3 separate regions of the Mus musculus genome follow, and regions 1 and 3 are each linked to region 2. The links are chromatin contacts, called in public Hi-C and HiChIP or PLAC-seq maps. All regions are on one chromosome and are shown on one strand. The core of a region is the stretch at or near the end of the contact, and the rest is flanking DNA. Distances in the headings are between cores, read along the strand shown.

Region 1 (4,738 bases), core at 1,091-3,590, 330 kb after region 2:
CAGAATGCAGCAACATAACTCCACTGGAAGGTGAAAATGACCCTAGGAGGAGAGTGGCCTTTGAACATCTTTGAAATACTGTCCAGACACAGCTTGTTACCTCTTGTTATAGCTTGTTAGGATTATAAGAACTAACACTTTAGAATATATGTGGAGTGGCTTCTTAGTGACATCTCCTGTAGTGTTATTTTTTTTCCTTTGTTAAATAACATATTACCTGTAAACTTTGAACAGAAAGTCAAGTTCTTATAGATATGTTTCTTCATGCCCCAAATCACTTTACATTTCTGGTTGTTTTTTTTTTTCCAAAAGTAAAACTATAATAGGATATGTAGTTATGTATGTATCTCTATATATGTACACACATTTACTTACACACATACACACATGTACACACATATATATATTCCATATATATAATTTATATAAAGAATATAAAGAATTTATATACATATATATATGTGTGTGTGTGTGTGTGTGTGTGTGTGTGTGTGTATTTGTGTATGTGTACATATGAGCACATATATGCATCGTTTCCCTGAGCGTACTCAGATTGTCCACATATTGAATGCACTGTCATGACCCATCTCACCTATGAAAGACTACAGAGTCTAGTCTCTTGGGAATCCCTCTGAGCATCTCTAAGGCTTGACTGTGATTCCCACATCTCAGTGACTGAAGTCCAGGTCACTGGCTCATCTCCTTGAGCTTCTTACCTTTCCATAAGAACCAGCCAATTTGAGTGGAGTCGAGCAATCTCATAAAGGTATAAAGATGTGTTCTGAACCCAGCCCAGGTGCACAGCGCGCTCCCTGAGACAGTTGTCAGATGAGTTTTTGATGAAGACCCTATCCTTTCACCTTTCTGGTCTCCTGCAGCTACTAAGGATGAAATCCCAACTGCCAGTCACCTGAACCCTTCCAATGACCCCTTCTAACTGCAAGTGTCTTTGTAGCTGAACTTTTGCCTGTAGAGGTTTAATACAAAATTATTATGTTACAGGACAGGATGTTATAGAAAGAGTAAGGAGGATGTAGGGACAGGCAAGAATGAAGCCAGGGATAAGCCCTGTGCTCAACTGATACTTTGTTGAGACAGAGAGAGGAGGTGGAGACACTGGGATGAGTACATGAGGCCCTGACACAGCTGAGTCTGTGTGCTGTACCATGTTTCATGATTTACTAGATGAACCATGGGAAGCCTTGGCTAAGGGCATGCATCCCTACATAAATTATAGAGTCAAATAGTTCCCAGTTCACATTCAGCCCTCAGGCTCCACACAGCTTGGGAAAAGCAGTGTTTCTATCTTGATTTAACTGATCTTTCAATATTGTAGATTTATCCACCAATCTATGTGATGGATCCAGTGCTCAGGCAAGCCAGGAATGATGATGCGTGCCTATAATCCTAGCCCATGGAAGGCAAGGGTAGGAGGATTGGGAATGGGTTCAAGGATAACTTTGGCTATACAGCGACTTTGAGGTTAGTCAGAGACTCAAAATCAAAAAGCAAACAAACAAAGAAAACCATCCCAAACCAAAGAGAACAAAATCGATACCCAGGGACTTTCAGAAAGAACCCTTCCAGCTCTCTAGGCTTTTCCTACTCATCATACAATTGCCAACTTTTTCTTGAATGGGCACAAAACATTGTCAACTAGAAGACTACCATCAGCCTGTTCATTTACTTCCCCTCCCCCCCCCAAAAAAAAACTGTTTTCATGAGAAAGCGTGACAATGCTTCCTATAATTTCTGGCATAGGGTGTCCTTCAAAACAAGCAATGCTGAATCGCTCCCTACTTCCATCTTGAGAAACTCCAATATTCTTGCAGGAATAACATGTGTATGGTAGAAGCTGCCCTTTTAAGTGCAGTCACATAGTCACCTGTAGTTTGTTATTATAGAGCATGACTCCCATCTAAATGCCTTGAAACTTCTAGAAAGGAAAAATTGTTGTCCAAGGCATGGTTAAAGTCAAGGTTCAAGGTCTCCTAATGATGGGTCTATATTCTCTCCCAACCACCTGCATGGCCTCTTATTCTTTCTTCTATTATCTCTGTATTCTCTCCCATCATATGAATGCTCCCTGCCCATTCTTAGCCACTGTGAAACATAGCTTGCTTTGGTATGATATGGGCTGCTTATATCTTGTGGAGGTTCTATGACAGGTGAGATCCAGTGCAGACCCCAACACCTGTGCTCCATGGACAAATGCACGCTACTGCTGTTATTATTAATCTGAAGTTTTAGGGGGGTGGAATTCATAGAAACATGTGACTCAGCTTGTTTTGCTGCTGAGAAGCGGAAGTTAAAACCTTGTCCCTGTGAGGCAGGTTTGTGGCTTTGAAAGGGAGAGAAAATTATATACCAGAATGACCTTTCCCCCCAAGTGTTGTGCAGTGCACAAAACTAATTAGCCGAGCCCTAATTGGGTTGAAGTTGAAGCTTAAAGGGAAAGCTTACTCAGTGAAGATGTGAGTCGACACCACAGATTCTATAGGGTGTCACACTTTACTTTCTCTCAGTAACCTCAGTATTAAATTTGTTCAGTTTTCACATGAGATGTCTTGACAGCCAGCTCCTTCTGCGATCTCTAGCCAGCAGCCAGGAAGTTGGGTGGCAACCTGGGATGATGAAGGTCACCATAGTTCTGAGTTCTTCTCTGATGACATTCACTGTACATTTTCCTGAGCTGGAAGGCAAAAGTCACACTAAAAAACAAACAAACAAACAAACAAAAAACAAACCCCCACGATTGAGAACCATAATGAGCTACTTCCTCAGGTAGAGGACACAAAGATCCTGCGGAAGGTGTATACATGCTGATCTCTAAGGGGTGGGTGTGCAAGGGAGTACTACCTGGGTGAAAAACCTGGGGCTCACACCAACTTGTGGTGAGCATCCACCCACACTGAGGATTCAAAATGACTGTGCTGTGTGAGGGCGGTAGTACAGGTTTCATAAACAAAACTTGCCTCCTCACTGGTGTGCCTGCTGGGAAGCCAAGGCCAGTGACTATATCTGGTTGGGAGCCCAGATCTGCCCAAAACCACTTTTAAAGTTTTTTATTTTTAATTTTTTTGCATGGTGGGATATGAGGCCTAACCTCAACACTGTAAAAACCAGGTTAACTCCAGGTCAGTTCTTCTGTGGACTTTGTGTTGTTTTTGTGACAGGGTCTCACTATGTAGGCTCCCCCTGGAACACTCGTAGATTAGGCTGGCCTCTAAGCCACAGAGATAACCTGTTTCTGCCTCCCAACGCCTGTATTGAAGGTGAGTGCCATCGCATCGGGCTTGTGCAGACCTAATGATGTTGGAAGATGAAGGAAGTCCTTCCCTTTCCTGCCATGTACTTCCCTGAACTCTCCTCCTGTGTCTGTCTTAGGTACAGTTCCAGGCCCTGCAGCCTGGTAAGTGCAGTTTGCTTCATGCATTGCTGTCATGCAGCTACCTTGCAACCTTTCACTATAAAGCAAGAGAAGGAAGATAAGTCAATGGTGATGGAAGGAGAGAGTGACAGGGCTGGTGAGATGGTTCAGTGGGTAAAGGTGCTCCTTGCCAAACCAAACAACCTGACTTCAGTTTTCTGGCTCCATGTGGTGGAAGGACTGAACCAAATACAAAACTTTGTCTACACACACACACACACACACACACACACACACACAAACAAGGGGGGCGGTAATAGAAGCAACTGGTGACTGAAGATAGAACCTAATTAGGGCATCAAATCTGAAGTCACTCTTTCACCTTTATCTACAGCCGACCACTGAATAAGGTAAAAAACTTCCTTGTGCAAGCTCCACGGACCGTCTCTTACTCAAAGCCGAGAACATTCTAATTCACCAGTCTCCTTTAAATCCCTTCAGCCTTTTCTTCCTAATCCGTGCTCCCTGTCAATTCTCATTGTTCCTTTACAGAATTAATTAATAACCATCATCTGTCTCTCCGTAGATCCATGAGTTCTTCGAGGGCATGAGCGGTGTCTTAACTCCTTTTTCCAATAAGGGTACAATAGCAAAGAGTGTACTAAGTGAATGAATGATGAACGATGAATGATGAATGAATGAATGAATGAATGGGTTAATGAGTATATATGGATGGATGGACAGACAGATAAATGGGTGGATGGATGGATGGATAAATCCATGAATGAGTAATTGGATGAATGAATGAAGTCAATGATTGGGGAAACAAGACCCTGCAGAGGATATGGGGTATGTACTATGGATAGTTTCTGGGTCTTAGGGAACCTTCTTTGTCTCAAGATCCATGGAGGAGGATTGATGAATTCCTGCTCCAGCCCTGAAGTCTCCTATGAGAACCAAAGCGTGTTCCCTCTCCCTCACTATAATGTAAACCAGATTAAACTCTCTCCTCCCCTCAAAAGATGACACAGGAAAACTTGACATCTCCTCATGATGAATTACGTGTCTCTGGGTCTTTCTTCATTTCTTTTTCTATTTTCATTTTTCATCAGCACAAAAGAATGTTCTCTTCATTTCAGATTTTACCAGAAGTCACACTTATGTGGATGGAGAGGCTAGATAAGTTTCTAAGTAAAGGAAACAGAGCACTTCTCTCTATACACTGAGGACTGTCTGTGGAAGCCAGTTGCCACAAGACACACCACACCCTTTCCACAAGAAACCAAGACTTCGTGGACCCAAGCCTGCCTGTTTTGTCAATATCTTTGGAGTCAAAGGTAACAGTTTCATAGCCAAGAGGACTGGAAA
Region 2 (4,194 bases), core at 1,290-3,789:
CATCTGTGTCCTGCTGAGATGCCAGTAGGAAGACTCCTATGGGAGCGTAGCTATCTGAAGTTGGGACAATGAGTCCAAAAGCACAGTGGTCTGCAGAGTGACAGTTATAGAAAGATCAGGTACTACTTTTTTTTGAGAATCTGGAGCGTGGGCAGGGTGGCTTTCCAGCTTATGAGAATTTCTAAATGGTGCCTTCATCACCAGTCATGCAGTTCTGCTGGCACCAAGCCACAGTGGTCTCTCTTTGAGGAGACTTGGGTCTCTTAACTCTCACCTGACATCCTGACTATTTTGATCCAGATGTTAAATCCCAAAGGAAACATAGTGGCCACTAGTGGACTCATCTGGCATTGCCCGCTCTCTTGAGGACCATGGAGTGTGGGCATGTGCTATTCAGGCAGTGGCAGAAGTTAAGCATCTTCACTCTGTAAATTGCGGGTTCTTTCTTCACCTCACGAGGGAAACGTGGCCCTTCTGTGCTTGGAATTGGAGCCTAATCTTAGAAGGAGCTGTGCTTTGATCTAGAATCTTTTTCCACTGTCTACTGCCTAAGTCTGCGGTTTTCATGTCCCCCTCAGCCTCAAATGTAAGATTTGTGGACTGGGAAGAACAGCAAGGGTGCCTACCCCACAAGATCATTCTGACAGCAAATACACCTAGATGATATATAAAGAAGGTTCTGCCAGAGCCGGAAGCAGCACAGGTCAGGAGGTAGCCAGCACCTTGTGTGCACAGGTATCACAGGATCAAAGTGTGATAAGCAGAGACGATTCAGTTCCCGAAGGGGGAAACAATCTGATGGGTGAACCAAGATGCCTGGCATGATTACATGACCTGTCCTTTTGGGTGAAGGAAAGCAAGCTACATAGGAGCATTGGCATTAGGGAGCCCTGTGAGGGTAGGCATGAATTTCCATGGCTTTCAAAGGAGAACCAGTAGGAGAAATGAATTCCCAATGTGTTGTTTGCCCCTAAGGTAGTCTCTCTTTCTCCCAACCCCACCTCCAAACTCAAGACATCATTAGACTCTAGGATGGAGTTCTTCTTTTGCATGCTTGGTTGGGTTTCACTCTTTTACCTCTTTTTCTTCCTAGTAAATAAGAGCTACCTAAGACTTCTCAGGACTGTGATACTTAAAGGAAATAAAAAAGCCCTTGAAGCATTTGGTTGATACATTATTTTCCTACCTTTCTGTCGTTCTCTTGCCCAAATCTTTATGGAAAGTCTCTTTACTTTCCTCTCATTGTGGAGCCTGTCACAATTTTGGATTCTTAGTCTCAAGTGCCCACAGTAACTGATCACTGCCCTAGTTGTCCAGGTGCTTGCCTGTATCAGTACCAAATTAATGCTACTCAAATTAATTCCAACGGTGGTGCTACTCACCCCAGTGTTCTGGGTTCTGGAATGGAATCTGTGCACACACACACACACACACACACACACACAGCCTTTATATTTTGGTAAGCCTAAATAGCTCAATGATCGGGTCACTTTCTAACCTCCTTGTGGCTATTCTACCCCCTTTGATATCCCTGAGTTATTACTTACTAAAAATCTATATTTCATCTTTGCTGCCCTAGACCCAGACTAGTAGCCTTCTTGGGCCATGATCCCTTGGCTCCTACATGTCAGCTATACTCTCTGTCCTGCACTTCTTAGGCATGGTGTCTTGGTTCTCCTTCTCCCAGCTTGGTGGATCTCTCCCTCCCTTCCTCCTTCCTCTGTCCCTTGTCTGGGAATCCTAAAAGTCCCACCTCTGTCTTTCTGCCCAACCATTGCCCACTGACAACTTTATTTACCAATCAAAATCAACTGGGGGCAGGGTTTCCTCAGTGTCTTACGAGTGGATATGCTGACTCTTGTATACATTTTGGGGACCCAGATTAACATAATCCAAACAACATTGGACCAAACCTATAATACTTGCCTTACAGTGTAGAATCAGAACTCACAATGGGATAGGAGACAGGAGCAGGACTGGGCTTAGTCTGGTGATAGAATGAATGGCTTCTAACAGCAGTGGCCCAGTGATTCTTGGCACCTGAAGGAGTCGTGCCTCTTCCTTATCTTGTCCCCTATACTCAATCATTCGAACTTGATTTTGTTCTGTCCTACAGGTAGGTTCTTATGGCACGGAGCCCTTGTGAGGGACCCCTGGCAGTTCTCATGGAGAGCCTCTCTTCCTACCTGTTTCTCTTTCATCATAAGTGGCAATGAAACGGGAGGTGAGGGGGTGGGGCTGAAAACCCAGCTACCACCCCAAGTGAGCCAAAATCCTACTTTGTCTACCAGTCTCCTTGTCTTTTGTTCTCCCCCTCCTCAATCTAAGAGCAAGTTGTGATGAAATGACAACCCGAGGTTCCCCCATGTAGAAATAAGGTCATGGGGTGGGGGGTGGGGGAGAGAATATGGCCATTTTGAAACCCCAGTGAACTTCGGGGGCTAGAATGGAATGAGACTCACTCTAGATTTGCCTCATCTTCCTTCTCTGTGGCCTGTGACTTGAAGGCTGGGGGCTGTCCCTGCCTCTCAGACTTCCTCTCATGCAAATTGCCCCTGTAGGGTGTGGGGCAGCCACATAAGAAGGGAAGTGGAGGGATGTGACCACCTCAGACCTCCAGGGACCTAGTTTCTATTTTGTAAGGCAACCTCTGAAGAAATTCTGCCCGAGCTGATGCCTGTGCCAAGGGCTTGCTGGGTTCTAGTACCATCTTAAATCCAGAAACGAAACTTGAGAGATACGCCCAACCTCACCAATTTTCTCAAGTGGAGAGCAAATGCACTGCTCCAAGGGGCTCGTGGATGCCTACAACCCACCATGTCTCTCCAGTATTGTAAACTCAATGGAGACTCAAAACCACAGAAATATGGAGACCAGGGGATGACTGAGCAGTCAGGATAGAAAGGCTTGAGGAAGCCCTTGGAAAGAAGGACTCTTCCTGAGCCAGGTCACACTGTGTGCCCTTGAGGGCTCCCAGGAACTTTTTCTTGTGTTGATTGGCGTTAGAAAGAAAGGGTGTGTAACATAGTTCTTGAAAGCAAGGAGGATCAGGGGAGGCCTTCTAGCCAGGATATCTGCTCAGGACAGAGAAGAAAGTACAGGATAGAACAAGAACAGAAGAGAGATACATACGTATTCTGATTCCTACAGCCTTGGGGGGGGCAACCAGTACCTATGTTGGGGTCTTAGTTTCCTTTTCTAAAAGGAAGGGGGCTGGGAATTTAGCATCACTCCTGCCAGTCTTTTGTAGACCAGCCCCGGAGGGAAGGGTTTTACTACAGGCCTTCCATTGCATCAGGTGGGCGTTGGCTTCCTCTGGGCATAATTCTAAATTTACGTGCAGGAGCTCCATAGCTCAACCAGCTCTCAAGAACCAATGTATTCGTGATGGAGAAAAGAGAAACAGGAAAAGAGTTCTCGGTGGCTTGGAAGGCGACCTTCTGCTATTCATTAGTGACCCCAAAGAGTATGACTTGGAAGGTTCCAGATCAGTCCCACCCCTATCAGCTCCCTACACACATGCATACACACACACACACACACACACACACACACACACACACACACACATACTGGGATGGGAGCTAGGCAGTGAAGGGAAAATCCTATCAGAGCCCCAGGTGCTTGCTTTTCCACTTAGAAATATGGGAGTAGAGACGTCAGAAGACCAATAGTCTCAACAGCAACTGTCCCATGACATTTCTACGATACCATCCCGCAGGCACATAAATACCTTTAAATCTCAGAGTTTGTAAGCAAGCTGCTCTGATGCAACAGAAGTGTCCAGTCACTCTGTACATGTCAGCCAACCATCCCCTGAGCTGTAAAATATGAAAATTAACTTGTCTTCGCCTCCCAGGTTTTTTGCTCTCACTAACTAGGTAGATGTCAGCAGTGGTCACAGCCTGAATAACTATAGCATTAAAATGATGTCCAATTGTGGGTTTTATCACTTACACACCGCTCTGCTGATATTGATCAAAATGCATCATTAATATTGGTAAGGAACCATCAATAAATATACATCTGGCTGGTTAAGGTCAGTAAGTCATTTTCAATCAAACACCTGAAGCTGATAGGGGCATCTCTGGGGATCTTGCTTGAGACAGATATCCAGCAGTCTTCCTTCTTATGAGGGACCGTTTTCTTTCATAATGTTGTCCATAATGGGGTCAAGAAGCTTTTAGGGAGACC
Region 3 (4,886 bases), core at 2,367-4,866, 300 kb before region 2:
CTCACTGCCTCTCCTGTGGTACCAGGACGGTGTCTCTTCGAATAGGCATCTTTCTTTAGTAGGCAGATTAAGTGGGGGTTTCTCTCACTACTTGTTTTTCTTTCTTGCTCTGATGTTGTAATGAATGGAATCTTCTGCTCCTGTCCCTCACACATCCTCAGCTGCCCCCCAGTGCTAAGATTAAGTTGCTAGGATGTGCGTTTCAAATTAAACCAAAGGTCTTGTGTGCATTTCGATCTTGCTAAAATTCATAAAGAAAAACAAACAGAAGAAACTGCAGTCCCAGATCTGGATACTATGTTCTCCCGGCCTCCAAAAGCCCTTTCTTTGTCCCTGTGTATTTATGCATTTTTCATATTTGAGTTTCATTAACCCCTCGAATGTAAAAGCAAAGTGTTTGGGGCTTTGCTCTCCCTATTCTTTTTCTTGACCTGAAGACTGATCTTTTTAGATATTGGATGCTTTAGAAAGAGGACTGTTGCAACAGTTATTAATACACTTCCTAGATGGGTGGCTTGAAAGAAAGCCTGAGAGGAAGAGGTTTTGACTTCCTGGGAGAAATAAATGACGGAACAGGCAAAATAGAAGCGCTTGGTAAACCCGGGTCCGTTTCATCGCCAGTTTTATGGGCAACGCTTCTGTGTTGCCATAATGTCGGGGATAAAACACACTTTAAGCCATCATGCAAAACTCAGACTTAGAAAATGAAAAGATATGAATTTGAACCCGAGTTTTCCTGTCAAGAGAATTACGGTGTATTTCAGCCCACTGCTTCGCTTGAGTTAAATTTACTATTATTTTCCCTAACAATAATAACAACAGTGCAAAGTCCTCCTTTAAGTCAAGATGCTTGTTATAAACCCCATATGCTTATAAATGCACGCCTGGTTGTATATATGAACCGTACATTCTCATAGAGTGACATTAGATTTTTAAGGAATTTCCTTTTGGCTTTCAAATCATTGCACAGAATATCGGAGTAGGCACCGTGTCAAAATAATCAAAACGTATTTAACACTCTCTCGAAAAATCCATTTAAAAATAAGAACAAGGTCCAAGGATGATTTTCAGACCATAAATTGAAGTGTAAATATTCAAATTATTTTCATAAACTATTCAGTTCTGTTGGGCTTTTATGCTATCATACAGTGATTTTTTTGTATTTAAGTTTTCCAGCACTTCTCTTTTTTAAGAGCCTCAAGTGTCCCATAAAAAGCAAACACTTGAATTTTCAGTTTCTAGGTACTGCATATTTTTCCTTCTGCTTGCCTTATTTTTATAACGTTGATTTATATGGACATTACTAAAGAAAAGGAAAGGAGGATTTCGAAGAGGAACTGCTATATAACACTGCTTAAAAAAATCTATTTCCAATGCTAAGGAGCCATCTGGGGGTGGGGTTTGGGGGGGAACTCTGGCACCATATCAGAGCACGATCCAGTTTCCGAGGCCGCCATTCCTGAGTCACTATCTTCCAAAAATATTTATTGAGCCTAGCGGAGGAGGGCAGGATAAGGGTGCCAGATGCCATTTCCATTTCCAGGGGGTGGGAGGAGGTTAGAGGGTGCGGAAAGGGCCAGCACGGACTGCTGGTGGGGGTTTCTGGAAGAGCCACCCCAGAGGAAAGAGAGTTCAAAAGTCAGGCCTGGTGGTGCAGGCCTATAATCCCCGAAGGCTGGGAGGTGTGAGGATGCAGAGCCCAAGTGCACAAGTTCAAGGGCAGCCTGGCCTTACTGAGTGATTTCAAGGCCAGCTCTGGCTGCTGCCCAAGACCCCCAACTAAACATAAAGAGGAAAACAAAGGCTAAGACTCAGTAACTGGCTGCTTGCCTATGATGGGAGATCCTCGGCTCAGACCCCGCTACTGCAGAAGGGAATGAAAACCAAAATAAATACATGAAAAGGAAAAAAGAAAGACAGACAGACAGACAGACAGACAAAAATTTCTATGGGAGAAAAATAGCAGGAGACAACCAGGGGTCTGGCTGAAGTTGATGGAACCCCAACTTTAAATGATAAAAGCCAAGAAGGACTGTCATTTGGGAAGCATCCTTCCCCCTGACCCCCCTAAGTCCCAAAGATAAACCAGCTTTCACCTCGAGGGAATCAATAGGTTTAGTGGGCTTGTTTACAACAGATCCTGGGTGAGGGCCTGCCACCAGGAGTGTGGGTGATCCCAAGTGACCAACACTGGAGATGGAGCCTCTTCTCCCTCATCTTCCTCTGCCTGTCTCCTCTACCCTGGGAGGTGAGATCCAAAGAGGTGAGACTTCTGTGTACAACTCTAGCAGAACCGTAAGCAAACGGCCTGAAGAGCATCTGGTTGGTACCAAGAAGCAGCCTTCCTTTGTGGCTTCTGACTCTGCACCTCCTTGAATTCCTACATTGAGTCCCCTCAATGATAAGCTGTGATCAGGGCATGTAGCCAAATAAACTCTTTCCCCATTGCGATGGTTTGGGTCAGAATTTTATCACACGGCAGAAAACAACTTAGGATATTAAACCATTGGGACAAACAACAGTATGGGGAAAACAATGAGAGAGAAGAGTGAAGGAGAAACACTCACCGAGGAACTCTGGAAAATTCTGTGCTACCACTGAGGTAACCACCCTACACATCTTTATTGAATACTCTCTGTTCATGGATCAGAGATGAAACCGTACCTAGAACTTTGAGCCAGAAATAGACACGGAGCTAGACACAGAATGCTATGCTGATCTGAAAGCCTCCAGTTCAGTAGCTGCGCATGATTGACTGGCCTTGTGTTTTAAGGGCAAAAGGGAGACGCCAAAGGCCATCTTCTCAGGATCTTCAAGCTCGGGAGACCTACAGTCATGAAGACAGAGGTGTTGAGGTAACTAGATAGACCCGGATGTAGAATCTGCAGACGTGGCCTTACTGGTGGATCTTGGCTGGAATACAGAGAGACAGGGGTTTGGGTTTAACCAGTTGGACAACATACAGAAAAGAATTTATAGAAGAGCAAGCTCTGAGATGAAGGTTGAAGGTACTTCCAGCTGGCATTGCTCGTAGGTCTGGACCACAGCCTTTTAGACATTCAGGGGGTCAGGGGAGACCTTCCTCTAAGCTGCATAGAAAGTAACAGCATGGAAACTTGTCCGAAGGTGTCTGGGTGTACACACCCAGATGTTTCTTAACTGACCACTCGATGACCCAGCCCAGGTGCCCGTGTGGGTAATTTTTCCAGTCTGGTATTTTTTTTTTTTTTTCATATAGACTGGGACTATGCCTGGGTAAGATCACGCTGTGTAAGGGAGTTCTTCTGCACCTCACCCTCCAAATGTGCAAACCAACAACAACCACAGATAGATCCCAGATGCCGTTTCCCTGCTCTCGACATCCTTGAAGTGGGCCTTGCTGGCAGGCACACCTGCCAAAGAAAACGCCGCCCTCAAAATGCTCCTGGTGTGGTTCTCACTAGGTGCCAACCATGGAGGCTGGAATCGCTGACTTCCCTGAAAAAGAAGTCGGGGCTGTGGTCAGCAGGGTGAAGTCCCTCCGCAGGAAGACCCAGGGCAATTAAACACACGCTGTCCACATCACAGAGAGCCCACCCCACCTGTCATTCACAGCCCAGGAAGTACTGGTTTCCAAGAGGGACCTTCCCAGAAAGGAAGTGACTCAGTTTGGCCCCCAGGCCCCTCCCAGAGCTCAAGCATACAAGGTGAGGATGCAAAGAGGCATTTGGAGGTCACCTGGTCCTTCCCTCTTGTCTGGAGGACAGATGTTAGCTACCTAAAGTCCTCCAGCAAGAGAACATAATGGGAGCTGACCCCTGCTCATTGTCCCTCTGCGTGACAGACTCTGCTAAGAGTTTCTACAATATAGAAAATGGGGTTGGAGAATCAAGGCTCAGGAGCCAAAGGTAGTTCTTCCATGGGAGCAGTTACTTACATAGGAAGCAGGTTTAGGGACCGAGGACACAGTTCAGTTGAGAGAGTGTTTTCCTAGCATGCAGGATGCCCTACTGACCCCAAGCATCACATGAACAGGGCGTGGTGGTAAAGATCTGTATTGTCAGGGCTCAAGAAGTAGAGGCAAGAGGAAGTTCAGGTCACTGTCTGCTTCATGGCGAGTTGGAGGCAAGCCTGGGATTGATATCTTGTTTTAAAACAAGCACAGACCTGTACACACACACACACACACACACACACACACACACACACACACACACACGCGCGCGCACACACACACACACACACACACACACACACACATCAGTCTTAAGAAATAGCTTTTTAAAAGATAACATGATGGCATGATGGCTCAAAAGACCAAAGTGACTGGAGAAGGGCAGTCAAGGACAAGTTAGGGAAGGCAGTCCAACCTGCACTTTGGAAACTAACTGGTCAGACTATTCAAGCCCATGGAAGATGTGATGGGGGAGGAGAGGACCCTGTTTCTGTGCATTCTCACCCCACTAGCCACCACTCAGACCTTACAAATGGAAGCTCTTCCACGGCCACTTGAATGTCATCACCGAGAGTTCCTACGCATTCTTTGGTGGTGAGACTACAGCAGATTGAATGAGACAGTAACAAGATTTAATGCAGGTGTACTCAGGGCATATTTCAAGGAATAAGGGAAAGTGGTCCAGAGACAAACTTGAACTCCCTGGTGCCATTTCAGTGAAGGGATACTACAGGTCTAAATTTAGTTGATGCAGTGGGTTTGGAGAGGAGAGATGGACAATTTAGGTTTAGGTGCTGATGACAGAGAAGTAGGCTGTGATGATTTTTGGTCTGGGAAGTAGAGAATTAATTAGTGGTCCATAGAATTGGGAAAGGTAAGATACAAACCACAGCAGGGGAAGGCAGTGAGCTTCACGGATGATTTCTGATGCATGCATGCATCGTTCATACCT

Evidence for each region. A called contact is a pair of places that touch in the nucleus more often than the background predicts. HiChIP or PLAC-seq counts read pairs in DNA pulled down with a chosen protein or histone mark.
Region 1: a BATF HiChIP or PLAC-seq map of CD8 T cells shows a contact between it and region 2, with 10 read pairs. The contact joins two enhancer-like sites. A contact is called at or near these places in 17 of 484 Hi-C or Micro-C datasets (Th1 cells, astrocytes, bone marrow-derived macrophages and 8 more) and 3 of 115 datasets of contacts at active chromatin or transcription factors (CD8 T cells and microglia).
Region 3: a Hi-C map of Th2 cells shows a contact between it and region 2, with 1.6 times the contacts expected there. The contact joins two enhancer-like sites. A contact is called at or near these places in 2 of 15 datasets of contacts at CTCF or cohesin (CD8 T cells and large pre-B cells), 10 of 484 Hi-C or Micro-C datasets (Th2 cells, bone marrow-derived macrophages, cardiomyocytes and 4 more) and 1 of 115 datasets of contacts at active chromatin or transcription factors (bone marrow-derived dendritic cells).

What each region holds. Positions count from the first base shown.
Region 1 is chr8:115,724,106-115,728,843 of GRCm38.p6, forward strand. It overlaps Gm30712 (predicted gene, 30712), which reads left to right. Exons shown (of 5, transcript NR_168617.1): 4 at 4,510-4,707. Among named protein-coding and RNA genes, the nearest start is that of Gm51552, 7.0 kb to the left of the region's middle. Within about 2 kb of position 2,341, at least 11 of the 459 cell types and tissues checked have an H3K27ac peak or open chromatin away from gene starts, as enhancers often do. A contact at or near this core is called in CD8 T cells, Th1 cells and regulatory T cells, where this site is marked.
Region 2 is chr8:115,395,667-115,399,860 of GRCm38.p6, forward strand. No RefSeq gene overlaps it. Among named protein-coding and RNA genes, the nearest start is that of Gm39256, 250 kb to the right of the region's middle. Within about 2 kb of position 2,540, at least 79 of the 459 cell types and tissues checked have an H3K27ac peak or open chromatin away from gene starts, as enhancers often do. A contact at or near this core is called in CD8 T cells, Th1 cells, Th2 cells and 1 more, where this site is marked.
Region 3 is chr8:115,096,730-115,101,615 of GRCm38.p6, forward strand. All of the region lies in intron 8 of Wwox (WW domain-containing oxidoreductase), which reads left to right. Among named protein-coding and RNA genes, the nearest start is that of Gm39257, 140 kb to the left of the region's middle. Within about 2 kb of position 3,617, at least 4 of the 459 cell types and tissues checked have an H3K27ac peak or open chromatin away from gene starts, as enhancers often do. A contact at or near this core is called in Th2 cells, where this site is marked.